Regions from separate parts of the Mus musculus genome. Here regions 2, 3 and 4 are each linked to region 1. The links are chromatin contacts, called in public Hi-C and HiChIP or PLAC-seq maps. All regions are on one chromosome and are shown on one strand. Each heading gives the region's core, a stretch centred on a gene start, on an enhancer-like site or on the middle of the called end of the contact. The rest is flanking DNA. Distances are from core to core; before and after follow the strand shown.

Region 1 (6,953 bases), core at 1,221-3,720:
AGGAGTTAGAAGGGCGGAGAGATGTCTTCATCATTCAGCTACCGCTATGCAAGCTTGAGGACCTGAGGTTGACCTCCTGTGCCAATGGAAAAAGCCTAGCGTGGCATTGCTCTCTAATGCCAGAACTTGAGAGCAGAGACAGGAGCATCCCCGATCAGCAAGCTCCAGTTTCAGTAAGAGACCCTGTCTCAGAAGCTAAACTGGAGATTAATGAAGACACGTTGCATTAACACATTAGCATCTGGCCTACATGCACACAACACACACACACACACACACCTAGCAATTGTAATCATCCAGGACCTATAGTACCTTCTTTAACTGAAAAGGGTGTTTAGAAGGAAAAGATTTCTCCCTTTGGGGCACAGATTTGGTGACCCGTGTAACCAGTCCTGGGGAAAGATAATCGTAGAGCTGAGCCCTAATGAGTTAAGGGAAATTAATATGTAAAGGTGGCCATATCTCTTATCAGATAAGAGCCGGCCTTGTTGAATACTCTGCCCTCTATTCTAAGCTGCTGGGAGAGATAACTTTCTTATCTGATTGGAGGTTGCTTCTCTGCCTGTGGGGTCTCAGATTTGGGATTTTATGAGGATTTTAAAGACAAGTATTCATCCGTGGGGGGGGGGTGGCCTGCCCCCCGGGATTGGCTGTGGGAGGCCGATAGCAGAAGCGGGAACCCAACCTGATGTTGCTTCCTTCCCTGTGACATCACTGAAGAATGATTCCACTTCTCTAAGCCTCAGTTTCCCCAGTCCTGAAATGGGCATGATGTGGCCCCATTCAGGCTCCTCTGCAAAGCTGTTATGAAAACTATGTGTCTGTAGTGGAGATCCTTGTCTGGTGGTCCCAGCTATTCACGGACAACACCTCCTGCCCCCTGTCTTAGACACAGATTCTAGAATGGTCTCGAAACATTGTCTAGTTAAATCATTCCCTCTGGGTATCCCCTTCCAACTGCATATATTTGCTTCTTTCGCATTCTCTCTCACAGGGGGTGGACAGACCATCCCCAGCCTCCCACACGAGTTACAGGGGTGCCAGGGTATAGTTTTATCTTTTCTCTTCCAGTGTCTCATCTAAACGGCCTTCCAATTTAACCATATAGAGAGATCCCATCTCCTCTGTCAGTTGCCCACTTCTGCATAACAACCCCCCACCCACCCAAATCATAAAGGTTCCAAGCTGGCCAGTATTATTGCATAGAAAACCCCTCTGAGTTGGAAATGTGCAGGGCATAGAATGCTCAGTGATGTTGGGTACAGATCTGGGAGAACTCCAAGAGCCAAAGGATTGTAGGGGGCCCAGGCAAGGGACTATCTCTTCATGTGATCTCTCTGGGCTTCTAGCTTGGGTTTCCTTACAGCATGGTGGCCTAGGAGTCTACATGTGGTGGCTCTGTGAGGGAAAAGAAAAAAAAAAACCTGCCCCAAATGACAGAATTGACATAATGTCACTTTAACTGCCCAGTGTCAAATCATCTGCGAAACCTGGACCCACTTCATATTTTAAATTATTTTAATTTATGAGTTGGGGGAGGTTAATACGTGAGTGCAGGTGCCCTTGGAGTCCAGAAGAGGGTTTTGGATCCCCTGGAGTTCCTGGTGTTTGTGAGCTTCCAGTGTAGGTTTTCTGAAAGAGGAGTGCACACACCTAGCTACTGAGCCATCTCTTTAACCCCTGAGCCCATTTCTTGATGTCAGAAATGTCAAAGAAACCTTGGCCCTCTTTAATCTATTATGATGCTTTGTTTTTGAGAAAATCCACCACCCATCCCCCTCCAGTCTCCGGGATTTTTCTTCTCTGCTTAGTGCTAGGAATTGATTGGGTAGAGAAAGCAATCTTCTCCTGGAAGACAAGAGTCAGCTCCTTAAGTAAAGGAGCCGGAACTCATCGGATATGCTAGTTAGAACATAGCAGATTTTAGAGAAAGAGGCACCCTGGGTAGAAGGGCTAGCCAGCAGCATTGAAGAGGAGTTTGTCAAACTCTGACTTGTCTTTAGCCACTGCCTGGCATAGAGAACCTAACCCATAAGAACTTTTCACAAGGAGACAGACCAGTGTGAGTGTGAGTGTGAGTGTGTGTGTGTGTGTGTGTGTGTGTGTGTGTGTGTGTGTGTATGTATGTATGTATGTATGTATGTACAAAGAATTCAGTGTTTAACTGAATTATGCTTCTTCCACATAGGAACTCTTCCGAGTGATTTGGAATACAGAGAAACTGCAAACTGATGTCTTGTTCCTGCCTGGGTAGATGCACCCACCTTCATTATCTATAGGTCACAGGAGGACTCTGGGGAATGAGGGATGGAGAGATAGCCCTGGGCCTCATGCCACCATCCTCACAATAGAACAAGGTCTTCCCTGCCAGCTGCCGGTCCTCACATCAGCTGTGTCTACCCAGGCCCTGCCTCCCCGGGAAGGGACTGGTATGCAGAGTTGAACCCCTCTCAAGGCCGAGGGCCCGGGAGGGCTTCCTCTTTGCCTGCTGTAGAACAGCAGCTGGGCCCCAGAGCATGGCAGGTGTCTAACAGCCCTCGGCAATCCTGCAAAACAGGAAGTGAGAGAGAACACCATATCCAATTGAAACTGCAGTGGACTGTGGGCTGCAATGCTTAATTAACCACCCTTAGTCATTGCACAGATCTCTGTTGTTGCAGGAGAGGGGGGAGGGGGCCAGAGCACACGGAGGACAACAAAGCCGTTTCTGGAATGTGTTTGTGCTTCACTCCCTGGTCCTGTTCACTTATCCTGGATCCTGCTGACAAAAATGCAAGGTGATCACTCTCAGGTCAGGTTCTACACCCAACTCAAGCTTAGATTTGTGCCATCGTCTTTGCACTTTACGATGTGTATTGAGTAAGAATACATTACAGACATTTATTTCTTTTATTTTTAAACAGCTTTTTACATTTATCTATCTATCTATCTATCTATCTATCTATTTATCTATCTATCTATCTATTGTTGGTTGGGGGAATGCCAACCCATGCACGTGGAAGCCAGCAGATGACAACTTGCAGAAGACTGTCTGGGTCTCCAGGATTGAGCTGTCACTGTGATTGCTGGCAAGTGAGAATGTGTTTGTGGGTAGCTCTGAGCATCACTTGACTCCTTGGGATACTCCAGCACATCTGTGCAGGATCACTCTTTCCCCTACATGGGCTATCCCCTGTTCAGGAGGATGTGGATCTGTTAGACTGGGTGTGAGGAGTATCTGAGGAATGGGATTGTATGTTTGAAAGAACAAAAGGGTAGTTACTAAGCAGCTGACACTGAGCTTCATGCTATGACAGGCTTGCTACTGGATGATAGGGGCATGCATCTTAGAAATGAGATAACTTGGGTTTCTCCCTTCAGCAAACATTGTCAAGTGGCTTCTCCGCAGACTTGCATCTAAACTTGTCTTGACTGTTGACTTGGAAAGACATTTGGGTTATTCTTGGAGGACTATAAAACCCAGGGAGATGTGAGTGTATTAAAACCTGCTAAGGAGTGCCCTCTGGCTGGTACAGTGCAGATTCTTTACAATAACTATCCTCTCGACGACCTTTCCAAGTAGGAATTGCCATTCACTTTCAGAGTCGACGAGCTCAAGTCACTGGTATGTGGCAGAACCAGGAATTGAAGACACACTGCCAACCTTTACAGATTCTACAAAGTCCATAAATATCAGGATGGGGAAGGATCTCTTTTGTGGGGCTGATGAGCAACAAGAAATAATTAACTGTCCCATCAAATGGGCCAGAGGCTTACCCAGTGAGTCTCAGAATGGCTCCTGAAAAGACTGCAAATGCAGATCCACACGCACATGGCGGCAAATTTTGCAGTCACTGTTGCTTCTTGCACCCTCCCAAGGCCACCACGTGCTGGGATTTGAACTCAGGACCTCTGGAAGAGCAGTCAGTTTCCTTAACCACTGAGCCATCTCTCCAGCCCTGCAATAAGCTTCTTAAGACAGCAATGTCCATGTCTCACCCCCAAGACATTCAGAGTCAGTGGCTATGGAGAGACACCAAGAGCTTTCATTGTTTATAAATCTCCTCCCACTTTCCACCCAATCCCCAGTTGGCTATAATGGGTATTCCCAAGGACCAGACTAGAGGGAATTGTTCAGCAGCTATCCAAGCGTTTGAACTAAGGCTCTCTTTCCACTGTGTGTGAAGGATTGCACAAAAGAAGGTCATTGCCGAGAGGTGGCTTCATGGGTAAAGTATTTGTCTTGCAAGCTTGAGGACCTTCATTCTATCCCAAGAATCTATGTAAAAACAAACAAAACAAAACAAAATACAACCAGACCTAGTGGTTTCACAAAATCCAAGCACTGGGGAGGGAAGCAGAAACAGGCATATCCCTGGGGCTTACTGGCCAGCCAGCCTCATCAAATTGGTGAGCTCCAGGCTAGACAGAGACCTTGTCTCAAAAGAGTTGATCAGCTCCTAAGGGACAGCACCAAGGTTGTTCTTTTGCTTGCACATGGACTCACAAAAACGTACGCAACAAGTGAACACACACCCACACACCGTGCAGAGGAAGCCATAACTCTAAGGCTGCAGCTGAACTTGACTAAGCAAGGTCCAGCCTGGACTGTCAGAAGGTGGGGCCTATGTAGTTCTTCAGGACCTGATCTGCAATGGCAGGCAATATATCTTTAAGTACCACCAGAAGAGGCACGAGCAAATGTCCACGGGAAACCAGGCATCCCTCAGGAAATGTAAATGGGTCAGGGACTCTTAAAGAATTTAAATGAGCATGAAATAGGTGTAGAGGGTTTTCTGGGCCAATATGCAAGCAAACTAGTAAATAACTATTTTCAGCACCGGGTTTGGTTGGCGAAATTTGCATAGACATGTGATGCGCCTGAGTGTCTATTTTTACCATGCAAATCTGCAATCTGTAAAGAGAGCTTCATGCCCCTTGTGGAGATCTAGGCTCAGACTGTTGGCTGGAAAGAGCTGATTTTCACTGGGGCTGGATCTGGAATTCTCTACAGTAAAGAGTCCAGGTGAGAGCTGAGGAAGGAGCAGAAAAAGAGAGGGGTGGGGTAGGGACACTGTTCTCTGTTGAGTCCTCGGGAACACCAAGATCTTCCCCTGAGCAAAGTGCCATCCTGTCCTTGAGAGATGGGGAGTTCAAGTGGAAAGTTTGACATTTTCTGTGACGCCAGGCTTGCGCACCACTTCCTAACCTTTCTTAGAAAGCCACCGCCATCATTATTAACTTATTATGTCAGTGTGAATCTGATCTTCAACATGGAGATGAGGGTGCGCCCTTGACAAATATCGCAGAACTGGAAGCGTCTCTGCCTTCTGCCCGACTTGCCTTTTATTTCACATGTCAGCCATGACTTACAGCTAAAGATTTGGGGTAAATTTTTTCATGCTTTGTTTTAAGTTCTGCATATGGCTACCAAGTGGGTATTTTATGGTTGTACAATGGGTTCCCCGGAGGCATGATTTGCCCATGAACTTGGCATCTGTCTTCAAGTTATTAGGCAATAGTAAATTTCCTTGGCCTTTTTCTGTTTTCCAAATGCATGTGGCAGAACGGAGAGAAGAGCATCTATCATAGCAAGACCTTGTGTAGGGCAGAGAGCTCTACATGGGTTGTAAGTGGGATGGTGGTGGCTTGTAAGTGTCTTTTGCTCACTGGCTGAAACATTATAAAAGCTACGCTAAATAACTACTCGGCAGTGGCCATTTCTAGGTGTGGATTTGCCACAGAGGTCAGGATGTTTGTTTTATTAAAATAACTCCTAGGATTGGGGAGATGGCTCATGGCTATAACAAAACACTTGACAAAAGCATCTGAGATAAGAAGGTTGATGGGGGCTCCCAGCTCCAGGGGATATAATTCATTGCAGCAGAGACATCATGGCCATAGGAACCCATTGGTCATACTGTGTCTCTCTCAGGAAGCAGAGGCTGTTACTCAGCTCAAGTTCTTCTCTCTGCTCAGTTTAGGACCCCAAGCCTACGGGTTGGTGCTACTCACATTTGGGGTAAGTCTTTCTGTTTCTGTTAAGCTAGTCTAGACAGTCCCCCCCCCCGTATACATCCCCAGAGGGTACCCTAATCTGGACGCTCCCTCACAGGCATGTCTAGAGTCTTGTGTACTATGTGTGTCTAACTCCAGCTTGAGTCAGAGATCCTGTCTCAAAAGATAGTTGTATAGCAACAGAGGGAGACACCCTACATGGACTTCTATCCTCTGAACACACACACACACACACACACACACACACACTAACTTGTAGAAACATGATCAATACAAAATGGCACTCAAAGGATCCTCCCTTACCACCACTGTTTTATTTTTCAAGGAGAGGCAAGGTCAAGTATGATAAGTGGATTGCTGCCCCCCACCCCATAGCCCTGGCTGAGGAAGACAGGTTCTTCCTTACAATGGCAAAACAGAACAATCTGGTGAAAATCCTGGTGTTTGCCCAAGGCCTAATAGCAGCCAAGTGCAGGTTCCTGGCATCTGGAGCTCTGGCATGTGCCTGTGTGTGGCCCTTAGATACTTTCATTTTCAATATATTAGTTCTTTGTCAGCCCTTGAGTCTGTGGCAACTGCTGAGCAACAGGTTGCGGCAACGCTACCATATTTGGACAATTTTCAGAAACTACGAAGATTTCTGTGACAGCTCTGAGAACTTGCCGATTGTACTTTTCAAGGGGGAGATCTTAAACTATTTCCTTTTTCCTAAAACAGAGAAATCCATGCTTTCCTGTTCCATCAGTAATTGGGAAAACACAAAATGAAATGAAGAAGACACATGTATAAGTTTAGGGCTATAGACTTTTGGGGTATTCTGTTTTGTCGTTAAGGCAAAGTCTTCTATGTGTAACCCAGGCTGGCCTTCGAGTGGTGACCCTGCTGTTCCTGCTTCTTGAGTCCTAGGACTATAGGTGGTACTCAGCTTTTTTTTTTTTTTTTTGGTAAAATACAGT
Region 2 (6,953 bases), core at 1,502-4,001, 950 kb before region 1:
GCAAAATTGGTTTTGAAAAGAATCTGCTTCTCCCGTGCTCCTTGCTCTTCTCTTGGTGGAAGAAAAAAAAAATCTGAGCACGATACAGTTTATAAAGTATTCTCACACACGTATATTCTTTGAAAAGCAAACATCTTTAAAAAATCAAGGACAGATGTTCTGGAACCCTTAGGTTGGAGAGGAATGCAAAGTTAGGTAGATACGATGGAGCAATCCCCTCGGCGGTCCTATTCCGGCTTGGCACCTGGCTTCAAAGAAGGTCTGAGCTGATTTCCTAGGGTCTATAGTAGGGCACTAAGGGTGCCAACCTTTACTGGAAACCCTATCTCAGAATCACACTGGGGAGCCTCCGAGAAGGCTTAGTTGGTGAAGTGCTTGCCGTACAACTTGAGAAACCATGCTCCGTCCTCTGTGGGCAACCATACGAGCTCTGGAAAGAGTGACAGACCCTTGGGACTTGGTAGGTAGTAAGCTAGCCTAGGATTACCTGGCTAACTCCTGGCCAGTGAGGAAACTTATCCCAAATGACAAAGTGGATGGCTCCTGGTGAGTGACACCAGCAGTTGTGCTCTGGGACACACACACACACACACACACACACACACCTACTTACTCATGCAGAAACCTCCCCTGGGTGCATGCTTAGGGCTCTTGGGCTAAAAGAACTCCATTCTATTACCTAAATGCTGTGTCTTTTGGTGAGGCTCGGGGTGGGGCGTCAGGGGACACATCATTTGCATCTTGCTGTGTGACTCTGCTCTATGAGAAACCAGAGTTTGTGATTTGTCCCCATCTTCTGCCTTAAGAACCAGAACACAAATGTGTGGCTTAAGGATTTAGTCTCCTGGCTCAACAATGCCCCCTGTTACCCTGGAGGCCAGCAAGGACTCTGTTGTCTTCAGTCCTGAAAGGGGATCCTTTGATTAAATGGCTGAGCCTAGGAGTGACCTCTGGGTGTCAGTCAATTCTTTGGTGTTGCCTCCATTACTTAGTATGGTCATGAAGGAGATTTCTTAAGATTTTAGAAGGGTTTTTTTGGAGGGAGGCAGTGCTGGGTGTTCCTGTGGCTCGTTAGTTCTTAGTGTTGTTGCCTTGTCCTCCACCAAGGGACAAGAGGCACCCCATGGAGTAATTATTTCTCTTCTTTACCACCACGCCCTTGACTTGCTCCTGGTCCTCCTCCCCTGTGGCTGTGGTGCTCCTTCTCACACTGGGTCTTCTGCTGTCTGACCTCCCCCACTTGGAGAACGAGGCACTCACGGGCCAGGGCTGATATGATTGTGTTTGATTCAGGGCCATTCCCTAGTCAGAGCAGATCCTTTTTGGAAACTCCTCCCTCCTCCCCTCCCCCCCCCCCTCACGCATCTCAGGCCACTCATATCTATTTGTAGTTGGGTGCAAACATCTGCCCTTGGCTTGTGACCTGTTTGGTTCTAGGATGGCTATAGGATTTCAGTCAGACGCTGCCGCTCTTCCATTGGCGATCTGGAATCCCCAGCCCCTCCCCGGCCATTTCCACCAGGATGGAGATTGCTCTCTGAGGTTTTATTGAGCAAAGCACCTGACTGGAATAGGCTAATGTGATGGCCAGCTGTACCTACCTCAAGATGGCTCTGAGGAGAACCATCTGGACGAGAACCCATCAGATGTGGCTAACTTCGATCCAGAGTGAGATAAGCTTAGAACCAAGGCTGATGTTCTGGGCCCCACACCAGCAGGCACTGTGAATCTTAGGTCTGGGGAAAGGGCATGGCTCTCTTAGAGTTGTCTTTTAGTTTGTTTCTTTGATGAGATCTCCCTTCTCTTTGGCACGTGAGGAGAGCACTACCATCAACTATGTCACCAGCATCCAGATTTGACGCTTAGTGTCATTTACACTGGCAGCATCTCCTGACCCCAGACCTGTGTGTTCTCTCCTGGCCTCAGTGTCATTTCTGAGAAAAAGAAATGGGCATCGAATATCACTTATTTGCGATAGGCTGAATAGGTCCTCTCTGAATAAGCCTCTATCCCATCCCCTAGAGCCCTCAAATGTTCATTTATTTGGAAAAAAATGAATCTTTGTAGAGTGATTAAGGGTTTTAAGATAGAACGTAATTAATTATTTTGGATTACTGGTGGGCCGATGGGGTTCAAAGGGACCTTATAAAAGAAGTCAGCAAAGTGGATTCCTCAAGGCTCAGGGAGGAGAAGGGAGTGTGAAGACGGGCAAGAGATTCTTAGGAGATTGGGGGTGATGTTGCAACGACGTGCCAGGCATGCCAGAAGCCACCAAAAGTACAAAAAGAGAAAGAACTGTTTTTCTCTGGAGCCTCCAAAAAGACCCCAGAAACACTAAGGATAGATCTCTGGTTTCTAGGAATCTCACACATTTCTCTTTAAAGCTACTCTCTTTTTGGTAATTTGCCACAGGTACTGGAAATGAATACATGCCACCATGGCGTTATCAAGAGGGTCAGTCAATTTATGTCATGTTGCAGACATGTCAGTCTGTTTGTTATTGAATAAGTTCTCAGTAAGTATTAGCAAATAGTGTCATTTTATTTTGAAGCTAGGGAAAGCGTTGGCAGAGGATGACCGAATGGTGGGGGTGGGGGGCGGAGTGGGTGACCTGCCAGGGTCACTGTGATTTGCAAGCTGGACTTCTATCTTCTCCTTTGGCTGAAGGGATTGAATAAGTCCTGCCCTGCCTGGCTGCCCAGAGTTAAGGGATCAAATGAGTTAATGAACACGACAGTGCTTTTGCACAGCAGCCGTGTAAACGGCTAAGCTGTAGTCACAAAAGCTGGCACCAAACTGAGGCAGCCTAGGAGAGGGCCAGCCTGCAGCTTTGTTACTGGGGTGAGGTCATCTCTCTGGGCTTTTGTTCTTGCCTCTCTGAGCCCATTTGCTGTCCCCGCAACCTGGCCCCTTCAGCCCTGCCTGGAACCCCACACACAAAGTTCCAAAGGTCCCAGCAGTCCCAGCAGTCCCCGAGCCTCCCCTAGGGCACATTTCCTTTTGTTTCTATTTTTAAGAGTTATAACCAATAGATAGATAGATAGATAGATAGATAGATAGAAAGAAAGATAGATAGATAGATAGAAAGAAAGAAAGAAAGAAAGAAAGATAGATAGATAGATAGATAGAAAGATATATAGGTAGGTAGATAGATAGATGATAGATAGATAGATAGATAGGTAGGTAGGTAGATAGATAGATAGATAGATAGATAGATAGATAGGTAGATAGAAAGATATATAGGTAGGTAGATAGATAGATGATAGATAGATAGATAGATAGATAGATAGGTAGGTAGATAGACAGATAGATAGATAGATAGATAGATAGATAGATAGATAGATAGATAGATAGATAGATAGATAGGTAGATAGATAGTAGTGTTTAACAGTGATGCTCTCAGGGCTAAAGTAAATAGATCATCTTCCCTTGGTTTCACTGAAAGTGCCACATGCTTCTGATGAGTATCTTTTAGCCCAGAGACCCAGAGTCAGGGTGTCAACTTAGATAAGAACACGTCAACCCTTGCCAAATGCTTGCCTGTGGTGAAGTCCTCTGTGAAGATACCCAGCTTCCCCCAGAGAGCTACTGGGACAGCCTCAGGGGGCCCAGGAAGGCGCTCAGGAAGGAAGTGGGGGAGATCATGCTGACATGTTGACTTGCTTTGTCTTCTCCTGGCCTTTTCTCCTTGTTACTGTATGTGTTTATTTTGATGGGTGAATGGATAGGTGGGGTATGTCTTGTGTATATTCATGCATAACTTCGGGTTCTTGTTTCACACTCTGGTGATGTTCCCTGGGAGCTGCCTTCCTTTTCTCCTTCTCTTTCTCCTTCTCCTTATTCTCCTCCCTCCTCCTCTCCCTTCTCCTTCTTCCTCCTCCTCTTCCTCCCTCCTCCTCCTTCCTCCTCCTCCTCTTCCTCTTCTCCTCCTCCTCTTCATCCTTCTTTCTTCTTCTTCCTCTTCCTCCTCTCTTTCTTCTTTTCTTCTTCTTCTTCTTCTTTCTTCTTCTTCTTCTTCTTCTTCTTCTTCTTCTTCTTCTTCTTCTTCTTCTTCTTCTTCTTCTTCTTCTTCTTCTTCTCCTTCTCCTTCTCCTTCTCCTTCTCCTTCTCCTTCTCCTTCTCCTTCTCCTTCTCCTTCTCCTTCTCCTTCTTCTTCTACCAGTGTGTGTGTATGTGTGTGTATGTGTGTTCATGTTTATTTATTCTGTTGTTTCTGGAAGTCAGGGATTGATGTTAAGTATCTTCCTCTGTTACTAATCTCCACATACACACACACACACACACACACACACACACACACACACACACACACATATATATACATATATATATATCGTTTTATTTATGTGTAAGTGTGTGTGTGTGTGTGTGTGTGTGTGTCCCCGTGTGTGTGTGTGTGTGTGTGTGCCTTCTGAGTTCAGGTATCCACAGAAGCTACAAGAGAGCATTGGATTCCCTGGAGCTGGAGTTACCTGAGATGCCTGATGTGGATGCTAGGAACTGAACTCAGGTTCTCTGTAAGAACAACGATTAAGTAAATGTTTTAAAGTGCAGAGTCATTGCTCCAGCCCCCCATCCGCATTTTACCTTTTGGGGGTGCACATCTCTCATTGAATCTGGCAGAAACACTAGGAAGAGACTAGTTGGCCAATGAGCCTTCTGGATCTTCCTGTCTCTCTCCCCTACATGCCCTGGGTCACAGGTATGTGCTACCAGGCTTGGCTTTTACACGAAGAACTCAGGTTTCCATGCTTGCACAGAGGTCTTTATACTTACTGAGCTGCCTCCCCAGTCCTTTACCCTGAGGTTCAGGTAGGCTGGCTGGGCAGTGAGTTCCAAGGGCCTGTCTCTGAAATGACTTGTGTGTCCCTAAGATGCCCAAAGGTATGCATTGTGAAGACTGCCAGCCCACAGTTGAAGAATCTTGCCCCCCTTTTTCTTAGATCTTTACTTATTTATTTTATGTATATGCATACACTGTAACTCTCTTCAGACACCAGAAGAGGGCATTGGATCCCATTACAGATGGTTGTGAGCCACCATGTGGTTGCTGAGAATTGAACCCAGGACCTTTGGAAGAGCAGTCAGTGCTTTTTAAGTGCTGAGCCAGCTCTCCAATCCTCCCCTCCCTTTCTTTATCACAGAAGCATGGTGCTAGACCAGACTCTAGACCTCCTACACTGGTTAGCAGTGAAGAAAACTAGAGATAGAAGCTAATCAGGCAGGGAAGAGACCCCAAAGCATCAGTTCTGAGAATGCCCCCAGTTTCTGCCATATGTCCTTTCAAGAGCCTCAGGCCAGCAGCTTATTGGAGACCTATTTCCTGGGACCACCTTCTTAGCCTATGGAGCTCTGAGTCTTTTCTGCACTCCCTCTTAAGTGACCACTTATGGATGGACAATAAAATTCTCGGTAAAACTCATCCTTCCTGGTAAATTCCATTCTGTGAATTCAGAGGAAGAGAACCTGAAAGTCACTAGCTCTGTTGCCCTTAGAGACAGCCCAGTACTCCCATGTTGGCAGGAGTGGACCTAAATGTCCCTGACCAGAGGGTGGTTCAGTTCTGTGGCTTTAGGCCAGAGCTAAGATGCCTCAGGTACCTTTCTGAGGTCAGCCTACACTGAGATTCTCAGTATCTCCAGTGCCCTGAACAGCCATCTTCCCTCTTGCTGTCCTTGGGCCCAAGTTCCTGTTTCCCACAGGGAAGTCTCCTGAAGGCAGCAGAGGGACCTTTGAACCACAGCCCATTCCCACTTGCTGACAGTTAATGACTTGTTTCCAGGGATGCTTAATGCACTGTGAAATCAGCCATTAATTGCAGAAGCAACCGATTTCAGAGAGATCGTGGTGATTATGAGCCATTTATGATACCGGTGGCCTCACAAACATGCTGCCTGTGTTTCTCTGCCCATTCCTCATGAGAGGAGAAAGCCAGTTATGGGACTGGGATGTATCTCTCTGTTGGGGAGCAGTCATGGGCAGCAGAGCACCCTAATCCCCTGCAGTGATTCTCTTCAAACTCCAGCTACAAAACCCCCAAGTCAGCAGCCCAGTTCCTGGGGAAAGAAAAGAATTTCACCTGCCAGCAGCCAGCTGAGGGAGGCAGCATTGGCTAATGGATGGAGCCGCTCTCTGGGCAGTGACTGTACCCAGTTCTGGTGGCTTCCAGGCTGCAGCTGAAGAAACTTCTGTGGGTCAGCAAGGTTCTCTGGTGTCCTCTGGGTTGGCTCCAAGTGATTCTGGGGCCGCTGTCTCTTTGGTTTGTTTCTGGGGAAAACTGGAAATAAATGGTTCCCTTTGTTAGCATGCAAAAGCTCTCCACTTCTCAGGGCTCCATCCTCACATTTTTAATTATGTTTGGTGTTTCCCAGCAGTGTAGCCCAGGCTGGCCAGGAACTCAGGATCCTCATTCCTTAAGCAATCCAGTACTGGGGTATGCACTCCTCACCTATCTCAGACTAACCTTTGCTTTCTTTTGCATTATGTGAAAGAAAGAAAGAAAGCAAACTGGCTTTCTCTGAGCTCCCCACACCAACCTTCTGCTATCAATCTCCTACGATTTCCAGAGCCTTTTGGCTTGTTTTGTGTAAACCCTCAGAAGAGTCTTCAGAGACAACCTTGCTTCTCCTCTCTTGGGGCCATGTCACCCAGGTGTAAAGGAATGTCCCCGGAACTCATAGGCCAAGGACTCAGGGACTCTGGGTCTATACCAGCCTCAAAATATCCAGAAAGAGAGTAGAGGCCAGCATCGTGTGTAAGTAGAAAGCCTACCCATTAGTCTATTTTGCCCCTGCAAGCTAGGTCAGGATAAATAAGGGGAGAAGGGGGAGGGGGAGGAAGGAGTAGGGGGGGGAAGGGAGGGAGGGAGGGAGGGGGAGGGGTGGGGTCTGCTGGGGTGAAGGGTTTTACAGTGCTGGGATATGGGATCTGCTTACCCTATCAACAGCAGGAGA
Region 3 (6,953 bases), core at 2,374-4,873, 610 kb after region 1:
ATATTCTAGAAATAATCCCTCCCCCTTTGTATGTGGTGTGTATGTGTGTGTGTGTGTGTGTGTGTGTATGTGTGTATGTGTGTGTGTGTACATATTTATGTGCATGTGCCCGTGTATTGGGTGCACTTGTATGCATGTATATGTTTATGTGGAGGTCAGAGGTTAAAGTCACGTCTCTTTCTTCATTTCATCTTGTTTTCTTGAGAGAAGGCCTTTCATTAAACTTGGAAGTCGCCGATTTGACTAGACTGGCAAGCCGGCAAGCTAGGGATACTCTGGCCCCTGCCTCCCCAGCACTGGAATTACAAACACACAGTACCAAACCCAATCCTCTCCCATGGGCTCTGGGGATCCAACTCACATCTTCAGGGTGCAAGGCAAGCACTTAGCTCGTCGAGCCACCTCCTCAGATCTATAATCCCATTCTCAATAATCTCGCTGGGCACGGAGGTACAGGAAAATGGTCTGGATTGTCACGCAGCCCTGCAGCTGCACCTGAGTTCTTCAGCCTAGGACCTCTTTGACTTTGCTAGTCACTTACTTCCGTCAACCACTGTTTCCGCATCTGCCTAGCCGGAACCATCTGCTTAGTAAGAAAGGCCGAGATGGAGCCTACATCAAAAGGTTGGGGACTAGTAAGTACCTGCTTCAACATGCTCCATAAAGTGCCCTCAATGAATCGTTGTTTAGATTGCATTGTAATAAGAGGCTTGTATTATATCATTAATAACAAATGGAATGAAAGCTTATTGAGAAATGTCCAGTGTTTACCATTAGAACTAGAGTGAATATTAGTGTCCTTTTCTTTACTTTCTTACCAAATGATTGGTTCCTATACTTGATTTTTATTCACTGAAGATTAAGAGCCTTGCCAGGCAGTAGTGGTACATGCCATTAATCCCCAGATACAAAGGCAAGAGGATCTCTAAGTTCAAGGCCAGCCTGGTCTACAGAGTGAGCTCTATGACAGCCAGGGCTAAACAGAGGAACCCTGTCTTGAAAAACCATAAAAAAAGAAGAAGAAAAAAAGAAGAGAAAAGAGAGAAGAGAAAAGAAAAGAAAAGAAAAAAAAGAAAAGAAAAAGGAGAGTTTGTGCTAGATGTTTAACCAAACATATAAGTATTTTGAGTCACAGACACCTTAACGGTAGAAAACAGGCATCTCTACTTGCTCAGGCTTCTCTCATTGTAACAACCCCCATTCACTACCACCACAGGCTTTCAAAGCCAGGGTTGTAAGCACAGATTACCTTTCATTACACTGCCCTAATAACAACCCCTTCTTTGACAAGTAATTCAGGGAAGGCTGTGGAAACGGGCAGCATGGTGATGATTAAAGCTTCAACTGTCCTTGACACAAAGAAACAGGGTTTCTGAGTTACAAACAGCAAGACAGGGTAGCTACCAGGCGCCAGGCTATATATAACCCTATGAGGCATTCAACACCCATCGACAGATCATGAGGGTATGCTAAGGGGATATGGTCCTTTACAATCCACAGAGCATGGCAGGTAAGGTCTGGGGACCCACGGACTCGAGGAAGTAGGACATTTGAGATCCCTTAATTCAGGGAGCAGTGCTGGGTTGAGATTCTTATATTGCATGCCATTTGGGATTTGAAGTGTTCACCATAGCACTTGGTAGATGCATGCTTTGCAGCCAACACAATGTTCCTATGGGGTTATCTGGGCTTCTGTTTATAGTGCAGGTTAAAGCTGCAGTGGCCAAGCTACTGTCCTTTGGCCTTGTCATCCACTTTGTCATATCAACCTATATGCCAGTCTCTCCCGGACCTGAGGTGCAACCCTGTAGTAAAGGTGCAGGATGTGACGTCTTGTTTTCTTCCCCCCTGTGACCATAGAGAGGTCTTACATCAGAGTCCCTGGAGACACCAGTCAAGTCTAGCCAATAGGCAGCTGAGAGGCTGAGAGCCAGTGACATAGGACACCTCAGATTAAAGCACTTTGTAGCTGTTGTGACGCCCTCTAGTGGCAATCAGGGACACTTGTACCAGATGACACAATGGAAATCAGCCTGTGTCCCCGAGGAACCCTGGGGACACTGGATGGAGAGCTATGACATCGGTAAGAAAAAAAGCATTCCCACAACCCCCTATTCTACCCACTACACACACACACACACACACACACACACACACACACACACACATGCAGGTATGCACACATGCACACCCTTAAACCGAGAAGTAAATGTTATCTCTTGTTTCTTTTGTCCTGTCTCATTTTGCTACTTGTTCTGGTTACAGAACAAAATTGGACTAATGTCCTCAGGGGTCAGACTGTGACGACTCCCAGCCCCTCATCTGGGTTTTTAACTGGGAGGCTGAAGGTTTTCCCTGCATTAAGAAACAAAGGCAGAAAACAAAAGCACTCGGGGCTTATTATCTCTGCTTCCTGTAGAAATGCCTTCCCTGAATTATCATTTGACATCATGCCAGTTTAGAAGGTTGATGTAGGAACCATTTACTCACAAAGTATTGCTGAGTCTTTTATAAAAAATAAAAACCAAAAACCAAAAACTGGGCATACACCTGCCTTTTGGATTACCTAAGGCCTCATGTAGCCTTCTGCCAAGGTCCAACTCCAAGGCAAATTTCCACCTTTGCAGACGGGCTTTTGCTACCTCAGTTTTGCTCCATGACAATTGCAAGCAACATGGTTTTCCTGAGTGCTTGGACTCTAAGGATTCCTACCAAAATTCAAAGGCTGAATGAGCGAGAGAGTGAGTTTAGACCTGGCAACATCCACTGTGGTACTGTGCAGAACGCCTTTCTTCTCCTTCATTCAGATTCCTTGTGATATTCTTCATCTTTCCAGCCGGAGGAACACAGGCCCTATCACGCCCTACAGAGTCAGGTTCCCCTCTTCATTCGAGTTTCCACAGCTAGGTCCCAGGAGATCAAGCATCGTCAAGTGAGTGTCTTTGGCAGGTGATGTCTGCTCTTTTACAATTGGTGTCTGTGGGAGCTCGGGAGGTCTAGGAGGGATGATGTGAGGAAACCCATCAGGATCAAATCTGGATTGAAGACTAGCTCTGCCCAATTCCCATCACGAGAATCCTCCATTTGGAGACACCCTCTGGTGTCAAGCAAGATACCAGACCATGGAAATAGGCTCACCAGCCCTTGGCTAAGTCTACATTCATTTTTCATATTATAAAAGTAACCCTTGCTTCCAGTGGGAGGAGCGAAGGACAAAGGAAGGGCACAGGAAAAGCTCTAGCTAAACTCTAGCCTGGCACATTCAGGTGCCATACGTGTACATAGGCCAGTGACGTGTATCCCTGGGAGACAAGTGTTTCTTTTTTTAACTGTCCCCTTACAGAAGGAAAACAGGATGCTGTCAAACCACAGAGTCGACGTCACATCACATGGGCAATGAGTGATAGAGACAGATTTGAACCTGGGTCTATCTGACCAAGTTCATTAGGTAACTACAGACATTTGTTTTATTGGATATTTTCTTTATTTACATTTCAAATGTTATCCCCTTTCCTGGTTTCCCCTCAGAAAAACATCTGTCCCCATCCCCTCCCCCCTCCTCCTGCTCACCACCACACCCATTCCTGCTTCCTGGCCCTAGCTTTCCCCACACTCTGGGGCAAAGAGCATTCATAGATCAAAGGGCCTCTCCTTCCATTGATGTCGGACTAGGCCATCCTCTGCTGCATATGCAGCTGGAGCCATGAGTCCCACCATGTGTGCTTTGGTCCCTGGGAGCTCTGGGGGGTACTGGCTAGTTCATATTGTTGTTCGTCCTATGGGGCTACAGACATTTTGCTGGGTTTCTTTTGTTCCAGTTTTAAAATAATTTCTTTACTGATCTAGTAATTAATTAATTAATTAATTAATTTATCTATTTTATGTGCATGGGTGTTTTGCCCACATATATGTCTTTGCACCACATGCATGAATTATGAGCAGTTATGAGCCATTATGTAGGTTCTGGGAATCAAACCTGAGACCTCTGGAAAAGCAGTCAGTGCTCTAAGCCATCTCTCTGACCCTCATGTGTTTCTTTCTGCAGCTTTTTCTACGCATGCCTGTATATACATACCTGTGCACAAATATATATACACACATATATTTATATATATAAATAACTACATATATTGTGTGTATATATGTGTATTTAGTTCAGAATCTTGTACTATGCATATACGTGTATTAGTATAATGATTTTAATGTGGTACATGCATTTTCATAAACTGCTTTTTACATTCAAAATGTAAACTATTAATATATGTTACTTCTCTGAATATCTCTCTTAATTTAGAGTGTGTGTCTGTGTACATATACACACGAACCACACTCACATATTCAGGGAGGTCAGAGGACAACTTGTAGGACTTGGTTCTTCACACATGTGGGTCCCAGGGACTGAACTCAGGCCATCTGGATTGCCAGCAGGCTCCACTAAGCCATCCCACCAGCCCTTCCCTGAATAGTCTTAATGCCCTTCAAAAGTTTAAATTAAGGGGCTGGAGAGATGGGGCATTGATTTAGTAACTAGCATCCACTGCCTGTAACTCCAGCTTCAGGGCATGTATTTACTTCTGGCTTCCATGGCTACCTATGCACTTACACGCACATACCCACACACAGATTTATACATCCTTGAGAATAAAATAAATGTTTTGAAATTTTTCATTTTATCTACACTCCTTCAATTCAATAGATAGCTATACTTAACAGTGAGGAGTACACATCTTATAAAAAAAAAAAAAAGCCCTCCACTTTGTAAAACAAGGAAATGCTTAGAAGACTCAGAGGAAACACAGTGCATAGGAAGGGACTACTATAAAGCAGCCCCGAGTGCAGCCACCACATGCAGCCACAGCCACAGCCACATTCCTGTTCCCTGGTTTGACACCTAGAGCAAGCATCAGCTCTAATGAACATTTGGCAAAATGACATCTCATTTGTGTGTAAAGAAGGAAGCTGATCCCTTCTCCTTTGCCCCCAAATTCCTGCTTTTTTATGAATCTCAGACAAGCTCACATGTAGGGACAGATGAATCTGCAATCAGAAAATGGGTCTGCATATCACCAATGGTGATATGTGGGGAAGTCTGGGCCAGGCAGCGCGACTGTACGATTCTGCCCAAGGCTAAGCATCAAGCATACATTTCCATGTGGAACACCCGGGTTCCTGAGTCCGTTTTCACTGCCCCCAACCCCCAACAGCACGACTATTCAGTTCTGTGATGTTTTGTTCTTACTAATAATGTCTAAACATACCGGCTCCCATCCACCCATTCACTGAGACAGATGGCAAATACCGACCCTGACCGCAGGGCAGAGAAACTGCAGGAAAAACAGGAATGCAGGGTGTAGTTCGATATTCTAGGTGAGCTGATGTGTAGCTTAGTATGCCTCTGGGTGTGTGTGCGCGTGTGCATGCGTGTGAGTTAGTAACGGAAGTGGGAATTCCTTGTATATGAATGAAAGAGGGGTGTTATACATTTATTTATATTGGATCCGATCCTGTTTCCAAGGAGAGAGTAAACTGTTTAACGGGGAACATGGTCCAGCTCGGATACAACCTCTTTGGAGTGTGGTTCATTGGTCGGTTCGCCTTACTTGTGGACCTTCGCATTAGTCATGATCAGCTGCTTGTCTTTAGACAAAACACACTCTTTGGTGAGGTGTGTGTACGTGTTTCCTTTCTTAGAAGCTGGTTCAAGAGCAGCGTAGTCGCCTGCTTAAGAATCACCTGACCACCCATGGAGGCGGGGTTCGGAGACCCCGGATACGCACCCTCCCCCAAAAAAAACCATCTTTGGGTCAGAAGCCCTTCGTTTGTCCACAAGAATTAACTAGACGCTTTACAGGGGACTCCATGTCTGCTTGGTATAGAAGCAGATCAGCGGCTCTCGTGGACAAGAGACGGATTTTGAAAAGTTCCATCCTAACCTCTCGCCTTCAGTTACTCAGGAGGTTTCTTTCTGGAACCTCTGCAAGAGTTTCCGCGAAGGTCGCCTATAGGAAGGGGCTGGCGGGTGTCCGGTTGAATGATTTCAGTGAATTCTCACAAAACCCCCTCACGAGTAGAGCCGAGTTGGCTCACTGTGGGGATTTTCATCTGTGTACTGTGTTGCTGAACACCGCAGTGCACTTACGAGTGTATTAATTTCCCCAGCACCTACTGGGTGCCAAGCAAAGAGAAGCCTAGCAGAAAACGGAACGAAGCAGCTCTGTGCATCCATAAAGGGCTATGAGAAAGGCAGGTGTGGGATCTGAGGGGCAAAGAAATGACAGTGCAAAATTATAACTCTTGCCACGTGCCATTTCTGTGGTCACTAAAATGCATTGTTAGCAAAGATCCTTTACCTGGGTGGCTCGCAGCCAGGCAAGGGCACGCACAGCTTTGCTGGCTGTTCAAAGTGACTGTTTCAGGTAATGGGAGAATGGCAATAGAATAAATGTATAAACAAGATAAGTTTTCAGATGCATCTCATAGGTACTATTCAGGTCCAAAATGAATAGAAATAAACAATCCTCCAATATCAGGTGACATATTTTATGTGCTTCCCTACCAAGCGTTTTTTTTTTGGGGGGGGTTGGGGGAGGTAGTGGAAAGAAAATGCCCCTAAATCAGGGGACGAGGGTATTAGAAATAAGATCAACCCGGGTCCTTTAACAATCAAATTTATGACTAGTAAAGGGTTATGAAAAATTCTATCTCCATGTCGGACGTGGGGAAGGCAAAGTCTTTGGAGGGTTATCGTGATAAACTGCGAGCCCCCGCAGTGAGTGCGAAGAGCGGAATGAGTGGTTCAAGAGTTCAGAACGGGAGTGTTGCGAAGGTGTTCTGTTAAAGAGGAGGGCAGCCACCGACAAAGGCAGAGAAAGGTCATCCTTACAGCCGCTCCATCTTCATTACAGGAGGAAAACCCCGTGGCCACGGTGCAGCCACCCAGCCCAGACGTGCAT
Region 4 (6,953 bases), core at 3,071-5,570, 530 kb after region 1:
ATGAACTTGAAGCTCTGGGTTCAAATCCCATCTATGACTCTTCAGGTTAGGTGTGAGGTTTCAAGATGATCAGGCCACACCCTCCTGTGATAGCAGCCTGTTACAGCTCTTGGAAGAGAAATGGCAAGACTCCAGGATGTTGACCAGTCTCACTTCTCAGATCTGAGTTTTCCAGTCTAGGGACATCTGAGGGCCTCAGGTACAATGACAATGACCCCTCTCTAGACATGGCTCTCCTCCCCCATGCCTTGGAGTCCCACATTCTTCCTTCAAACCTTTCCCTCTATCCAGGAATCTGGGACAGCTTGGTCTCCTTCAACACAATCCTTCTCCTTTCTCTGAGACCAATAAGAAGAGACACACTCACACGCCTTTAATCCCAGGAAGGAGGCAGAGGCAGGCAGATTCCTGTGAGTTTGAGACCAATCTGGTCTACAGAGCAAGTTCCAGGACAGTCAAGGCCATGCAAAGAAACCCGGTCAAAAACAAACAAACAAACAAAAAACCAAATCAAACCTAAAAATAAATAAATAGATAGATAGTTTAGAAGAAGACGATGAAGAGAAGGAAGAGGAAGTGGAAGACATGGAGGAAGAGGAGGAGGAAGAGGAGGGAGAAGAGGAGGAGGGGGAGGAGGAAGAGGAGGAAAAGAGGAGGAGGGGGAAGAAGAGGAGGAGATACTCCCAAACACATACATCATCAGATCTGTGGGGCAGAAGTCTCATCAAAGCCCAACCCATGCATCTGTCTGTCTGTCTGTCTGTCTGTCTGTCTGTCTGTGGCACTAACAACTCTTCAAATAAGCATCTTACCTAAAAAGATAATCTACTTCAGTATCCTCCTTGAAGCCCAAACGCAGGCCCTTTCACCTCTTTGTTCCCTCCCTCATAGACTTCCTCAACCTTGAAATAGGAAATAAATACCATCTTGACAACACAGGATGCTGCAGGATGGATGTTCACAAATCACATTATCCTGACTTGTAATTGTGTGTGTGCCCGCAAGCGCGTGCTGGCCCACCATTCATTCAACTTTTTGTTGAGAATGGAGAGAAATTACGGCTTATCTGGGGGACAGGCGATCTACCATGAGTTCTCACACCCCATCTGGCAGAGCAGTCTGGTGTTAGCTCTCAGATACACTGAGGCTGCTTTTCTCTTCTCCTCCCGCCCATCCGCGCTTCCCAAGGACTTCAGGCACTTGATGAAAGAGCAAACTAATCCTCTCCTCGGTGTCTGTGATCAAGATCTATTTGGTAGCCCACTCCTCTGACTCCGCCTGTGCGGAGAAACCATTTCAGCTCCCCGCTCATTTGAGTGTTGAGCTGAGATCTTGCAGCTGCTTGCTGCCAAACCTGAAAGCAGAAATTAATTTCAATGACCCAGGCCGAGTGGAGGGGAACGCTGTCAGGTAATTAGTGTTCCTCTTTTGCTACTCAGGGCCTATCGCCGCCGTGTGTTAATCCATACACAAATTGAGGCATTCTCGGAGTCGCCTGAGATTTTCGGGGCTTTTTTTAAGTACCTCTTGCTCGGGTTAACCCAGAGCCTGGCATCTTCATGGAGGGGGGATAGAGGCTCCCTTTCTTCTGTGTCTGGCCAGCAGAGAGCACACCCCTGAGTTCTATGGTCTCTTTCCTTTCGATTGAGCCTGCCTTGATGAAGTAGTGCTCAGAGATAAGGGGGGGAGGCGTTGGAGGGGGTTCCTATTCCTGCCACTTTATTAATGAAAAAGGCCCTAATATTGATAGCCCTGACATCACAAGTATAACAATTAGAGGCTTTGTCCTCCAAGGCTTCTAATTTAAAAAGGAGCCCTTCTCTATCTGGGAAGAGCCCTGTGGATATTTTACACTCCTCTCTCATTGAGTTTTGGGTTTTTCTGCCTTTCCCTTTGGGAAAATCCCTTAAGAGGGATTTTAGACTTGAAAAGACAACAAACAAACACACACACACACACACACACACACACACACACACAGAGAGAGAGAGAGAGAGAGAGAGAGAGAGAGAGAAACTTGTATGGATGATTTTTTTTCTCCTTTAGGAGTCATTCTAAAATCCAAAGGTAAGGAAAGGTGTTAGAGGAGACCCCTGCTCAGAAAGCACAGCCTGTACCCTGCAGTGGTACCCCGAAACACCTCTGAACTTGATGTTTTTAAACCTGAAGGAAGTGGGGATCAGAAAGGGTACCAACATGGACCATACCCATGAGGGGCTTCCTAGCACCTCTCTGAAGGGCTCTCTAGTGTAGGTCCCCACTGCTGTGGCTATGGGGGCTTTTGCATGTGACGCAAAATAGTGATCAGCTCAGAAAAGTCCCGCGCCTCCGGTCCTTCAGACCCAAAGCCCTTCTCTAGTAGGCATCTAGGATACCAAAGCCCAGAGGTCAGATAGTACCAGCAGGGAAGAAGGCAGGTGAAATGGACAATGTGGTTACTGGGCTGGTCACAGCGCCACCTACAGGAGGAGCCTGTAGGTGCCACCCCGTCAAGGTTGCGTGCTAGAACCCTAGCTCAGAGCACCCATGCTGAAGATCAGAAAGCTGAATTTGGAAGTGAAATGTTTCCTTGAGGGTGTTAGGAGAGCGCAGGCTTGTGACTTCTGAGATGCTCTCCACGGACCTGCTGAGAGTCACCCCCAGAGTTCTGACTTTTGGAGACTCACACTTTAATCCAGGGTTCAAGCAGTATCCAACTCCTGTCTCAGCCTCCCAGAGGAGAGGCTGAAGGTGAACTTGAACCTCCCACCCCGCCCCTCCCCCTCCGTCCAAGGTCTGTTTTTAGAGCTGCGAGTACCTTGGACTCATGGAGGTCCCCCTGATGGATGCCATGACTCAAAGCTTTTTTTTTCTTTTTTTAAATTAATACCTAATACATCTTTACCTCGTGGCCTTGGTGTAAACGAAAATGAAGTCACTGTTTGACAGCTTAACATTCTTACTCTTGTATCTGGAGTGTGTCTTGAGTGGTGGAGTCACCCAACAATGTACTGAATTTAAGAAGGAAACCCAATGTATCCCCCCCCCCCTCAAAAACAAAAACACCCAAAAAATCCTCTTTTTTGATTTTTCCAATGGCCATAAGGTCCCTGCTCTGCCTTGGCCCTGACCACACAGCTCAATCGGAGAAAACCACTGTGTTTCTGGAACCCAGGGCAACTGTCCTTAGAACTAACAGGAGTTTACTCAGTTTGCTAATGAACCGTCATGTGACCTTGAACAGGATCATGTGAGTATGCTCTCTCTCTCTCTCTCTCTCTCTCTCTCACACACACACACACACACACACACACACACACACACACACACACACATTACCTTTCACAAGCTTTGGTTTTCTCATGTACAGAATGACAGGATAATTCCGACCCCACAGATTTGATGGGAGGGTCCTACAAAATGATCTATGGGGACTGTTGGAACCAGGGCCTCCCATCTGCCACGTTGATGCCCTGCCTGAAGTTCCGTGGGTTGGAGCAGGTGACGACAGAAGGCCTCCAGGGGCCTTGGGGCTCTCAGCTGAACCGGCTCTCGGTTCCCAGTCCCTATTCCACTCCCACCGTACCACCCAATAAACAACAAATACGCACATCGGACAGCAGGCTGGTTCTTCAGCCTCAGTCTGTCTACCACTAAAATGGGTTTTCTATTTAGCCCAGGGCTGCTAGAAGCTGATAAAGGACAAGAAGCCTGCTACAGCAGGAAATTAACTCTCCACCACCTCTCCAGAGGAACTCCAGAGTTCTTTTACAGTCCTTTCACTATGGAGGCGGTGAGTAGGAAGAGAGAGGAAACAAAAAAGCTGCCCAGTTCCAGTTCTGATGCACTTTATTGTAACTGGATTCGCTCCAGTGCCCTGCCCCCCTCCTCCCTCCCCCCTCTCCCCTCCAGCCTGCATTGGGGCACCTGGAAAAGTCATGGCCATCCATCTGGTGTCAAGTGGCACCAATCTCTGCATTCTGTGAGAGTCAATTGCAATTAACAGGGCCATTCAGGAAACGGCAGGTACAGCCCAGACAAAGGCAGCCCAGACAGATCTTATCAGAGCCCAAGGCCGGCAGGACTGTCCCTTTCTGAAGCTGCCTGCCTGGGAGAAAACCCTGGAAGAAAGGAAGGAAGGAAGGAAGGAAGGAAGGAAGGAAGGAAGGAAGGAAGGAAGGAAGGAAGATGGGAAAGGACAGTGAGTCATAAGGAGGAGGCAGCGAGATTCAAGAAAAGCAAGCCAGACTCCAGCAAGCTCTTGGGCTCAGACACTGACAAACCCCAGCCACCAGGGGCCTTCAGCAAGTCACTCCACCCTTGCCAGCCAGCTTCAGAGCTGCAGGTGGCCCATCTATTAATAGGGACTACAAACGGCACCTTCCTCATCTTGAAACTGTCTAGAGGAGACATGCTGAGGGCGGTGTTTACTGTAAAGGATCAGGAGAGCTTGAGAGTGGTGGGAGAGCTCTGGAGAGCGAGCGTGCCTGTGTGTGTGTGTGTGTGTGTGTGTGTGTGTGTATTAGCAGAGCAGGTGTCTTGGAGAGAAGCCACATACCACACAGGCACTGGGTGAGCCTGCTGGATGCCACCTGTTCCACCCTGTCCACTTGGGCCACAGGGAATCCTCTGCCCATGCAGAAGAAAAAAAGCTCTAGAAAGCAGCCAGTCTTCCATTTAGGGAATCTGGTGACTAGCCTGCCTGCACCATCAGGGGGAAGGGGCTGATCGCCATAGGGCAACAAGGAGGATCAGGTAGAATCTGGTGGCAGTGGTAGGCACTCAAGGCATGTGATTCACTTTCTGTCAGCCCACATTCCTCGGTACCCTTCAGGGCCAGGGGAGTAAGCTCAAGCCCAGTAGGTACCTAACTAGGGCCAGAGGAAGAATGGGCCCCCGACCAGGCCTTGGCTCTGACTGCGTGAAGCAGTTATCACAGGGTGGCCTGGAGGTTGAAGGCCTTCTGCACCCTTTTCTGTGGAGAGGGTGGGGCATGTCTTCCCCGTTTTACTTTCCAGGCTAAGTGGCCTGTTCTTGTCACCGTCTGTCGTTGGGCACTTATTTTGCAAGGATGCTTTGAATTTCAGAAATATGGAGTTTTTAAAAATCCACCAATTATCATTTTTCGGTGTGTCTTTGTGTGTAAGAATGTTTGTGTGTGTGTGCACAAGTGCCGGTGCATGTGAACGTCTATGCACATGCATGTGGAGGTCAGAGGTCAATCTTTGGTGCTCATTCTCAGGCCATGAGCCTCCTTTTTCTTCTGAGACAGGGTCTCTCGCTGGCTTTTAACTTGTCTAGTAGGCTAGGCTGGCTGCCCATGATCCCTCTGAGCCTCCTATCCGCACCTCCCTATGCTGCCCTTACAGCCACACCACCCTTGGGTTCTGGATGTCAACCACTGTTTCCCCAGTTTCCATTAATCAGAAAGGTTAAAGGGAGTCTCAGAGCAGGAGTAAAGAGGTTCCCTTCCAGTAAGCAAAAGGAGCTGGGGTGATCGGGTGAGGGGTGGGGGAGGTGGGGGTGGGGGGTGGGGAGCAGCCACCACATTTTCTAACAGGAAGAGAAAGAAACCACAGAAGCAAAACATCATTGAATCGGGAGCCTGTTTATTCCAAAGAACAGGAGCAGAGACTATGCCCCAACTGGATGCCTCTATTGTAATCATCAGCTCTCAGTGTCTGATGCTTAAGCATATTGATATATCAGGTTTGGTGACAAGGTATTTCGTGCTGAGGTTTCTGAGGTGTCTAGTGGAGCCAGTGATGTGTAGTAGGAAGTCAACAACCCTTAGCTCCCTCCTCTTGCATTCTGTGTTATCGAAGCTTTCATCTGAGCTGGAGAGCGGCTGATTGTATCAACAGCAACATGGATTTCATTTAATATCTATCTTCTATTGACATGGAACCACCGACTCTTAATAGCAGGGACCTGTTCGAGGCACCTTAAAATTGCAGCTCGAGTGCAGACTTCTCTCCTAGGACCTCAGGGTGGTGTGCAGGGGGAAGTAGGGACGGGGAACTGTCCACCCACCTTTGCAGTGGCTGGGTGAGTTACAGAATTATATTACCAGTACAATTAGGTCAGGGTTTCCTCTGCATTGCCACAGCTACCTTTGAGCCCTGTGTGACACAAGGTGTTTTCCTCTGTGACCTGGCTTCCAAGGCATCTAAACTGGGCTTCACTGAGGCCATATAGAAAAGCTAACACCAGAGTGCTCTCTCTCTCTCTCTCTCTCTCTCTCTCTCTTTCTCTCTCTCTCTCTCTCTCTCATGTGATAGCCAGTGCTTGTCATGACAGAGGGAAGAAGATAATAATATTAATGATCTTGATGTTGACCATGTCAAGGCTGACTGTACCACATTCTTCCTATCAGGCGTAGAAGGAGGTGGTCCCTGGGACAGGGCTTAAGATTTTAGCATTCAAGTTCAGTGTCATTCCTCCTTGGGCTTCCTGAGGGACAGACTACAGGTACAGGCAGGCTTCCATCCTACAGGCACAGAACTTGGGGTGGGGATGGGGTCTACACTGAAAAGGTCATACACATTTAATTCTGGGGGCTCCCGAGCCAGATTCCAGCAAGTCTGGGATCTGTTTGTCTCTAAACCAGGGGTTCCATGAAAAGAGCTACGGTTTTGGCAGCAGATGTACTTAAGTGTCACATCTGACTTTCTAGTGCCCCATGTAACACTAGATGAGGCTTCCTGTCTGTAAGGTGGGGTTTCCCTTACAGCAAGGGAAACCACAGTACCCCGGGAACATGCTGTCTTACTCCCTACTGCTCTGGGTAGCTTTGCCTCCTTTCTGAATACACACATTGAGCCCTTATCTCTCACTGCCATACAAGCCTATGCTCCTGAGCTTCTGACTGGGTGGGCCAACTGCTGGGCCTCAGGCTTGTCTCCTCTGGACAGTGTTCATGAGTGAGACCCACATACCCCACAAGGGTTTCAGGTTGCTGGCTAATTTGTTGC

Evidence for each region. Hi-C and Micro-C count contacts between places; a contact is called where the count stands out from the background. HiChIP or PLAC-seq counts read pairs in DNA pulled down with a chosen protein or histone mark.
Region 2: a Hi-C map of cerebral cortex shows a contact between it and region 1, with 3 times the contacts expected there. The contact joins two enhancer-like sites. A contact is called at or near these places in 7 of 484 Hi-C or Micro-C datasets (cardiomyocytes, cerebellum, cerebral cortex and 3 more) and 1 of 9 other capture datasets (embryonic stem cells).
Region 3: an H3K27ac HiChIP or PLAC-seq map of large pre-B cells shows a contact between it and region 1, with 5 times the contacts expected there. The contact joins two enhancer-like sites. A contact is called at or near these places in 1 of 484 Hi-C or Micro-C datasets (pre-B cells) and 1 of 115 datasets of contacts at active chromatin or transcription factors (large pre-B cells).
Region 4: a Hi-C map of pre-B cells shows a contact between it and region 1, with 4 times the contacts expected there. The contact joins two enhancer-like sites. A contact is called at or near these places in 2 of 484 Hi-C or Micro-C datasets (pre-B cells and pro-B cells) and 1 of 115 datasets of contacts at active chromatin or transcription factors (large pre-B cells).

What each region holds. Positions count from the first base shown.
Region 1 is chr8:115,409,883-115,416,835 of GRCm38.p6, reverse strand. No RefSeq gene overlaps it. Among named protein-coding and RNA genes, the nearest start is that of Gm39256, 230 kb to the left of the region's middle. Within about 2 kb of position 2,470, at least 95 of the 459 cell types and tissues checked have an H3K27ac peak or open chromatin away from gene starts, as enhancers often do. A contact at or near this core is called in cerebral cortex and neural progenitor cells, where this site is marked.
Region 2 is chr8:116,363,534-116,370,486 of GRCm38.p6, reverse strand. No RefSeq gene overlaps it. Among named protein-coding and RNA genes, the nearest start is that of Gm31278, 15 kb to the right of the region's middle. Within about 2 kb of position 2,751, at least 26 of the 459 cell types and tissues checked have an H3K27ac peak or open chromatin away from gene starts, as enhancers often do. A contact at or near this core is called in cerebral cortex and neural progenitor cells, where this site is marked.
Region 3 is chr8:114,798,306-114,805,258 of GRCm38.p6, reverse strand. The region is part of intron 8 of Wwox (WW domain-containing oxidoreductase); the gene reads right to left. Among named protein-coding and RNA genes, the nearest start is that of Gm16118, 94 kb to the right of the region's middle. Within about 2 kb of position 3,623, at least 38 of the 459 cell types and tissues checked have an H3K27ac peak or open chromatin away from gene starts, as enhancers often do.
Region 4 is chr8:114,879,673-114,886,625 of GRCm38.p6, reverse strand. All of the region lies in intron 8 of Wwox (WW domain-containing oxidoreductase), which reads right to left. Among named protein-coding and RNA genes, the nearest start is that of Gm39257, 78 kb to the left of the region's middle. Within about 2 kb of position 4,320, at least 79 of the 459 cell types and tissues checked have an H3K27ac peak or open chromatin away from gene starts, as enhancers often do.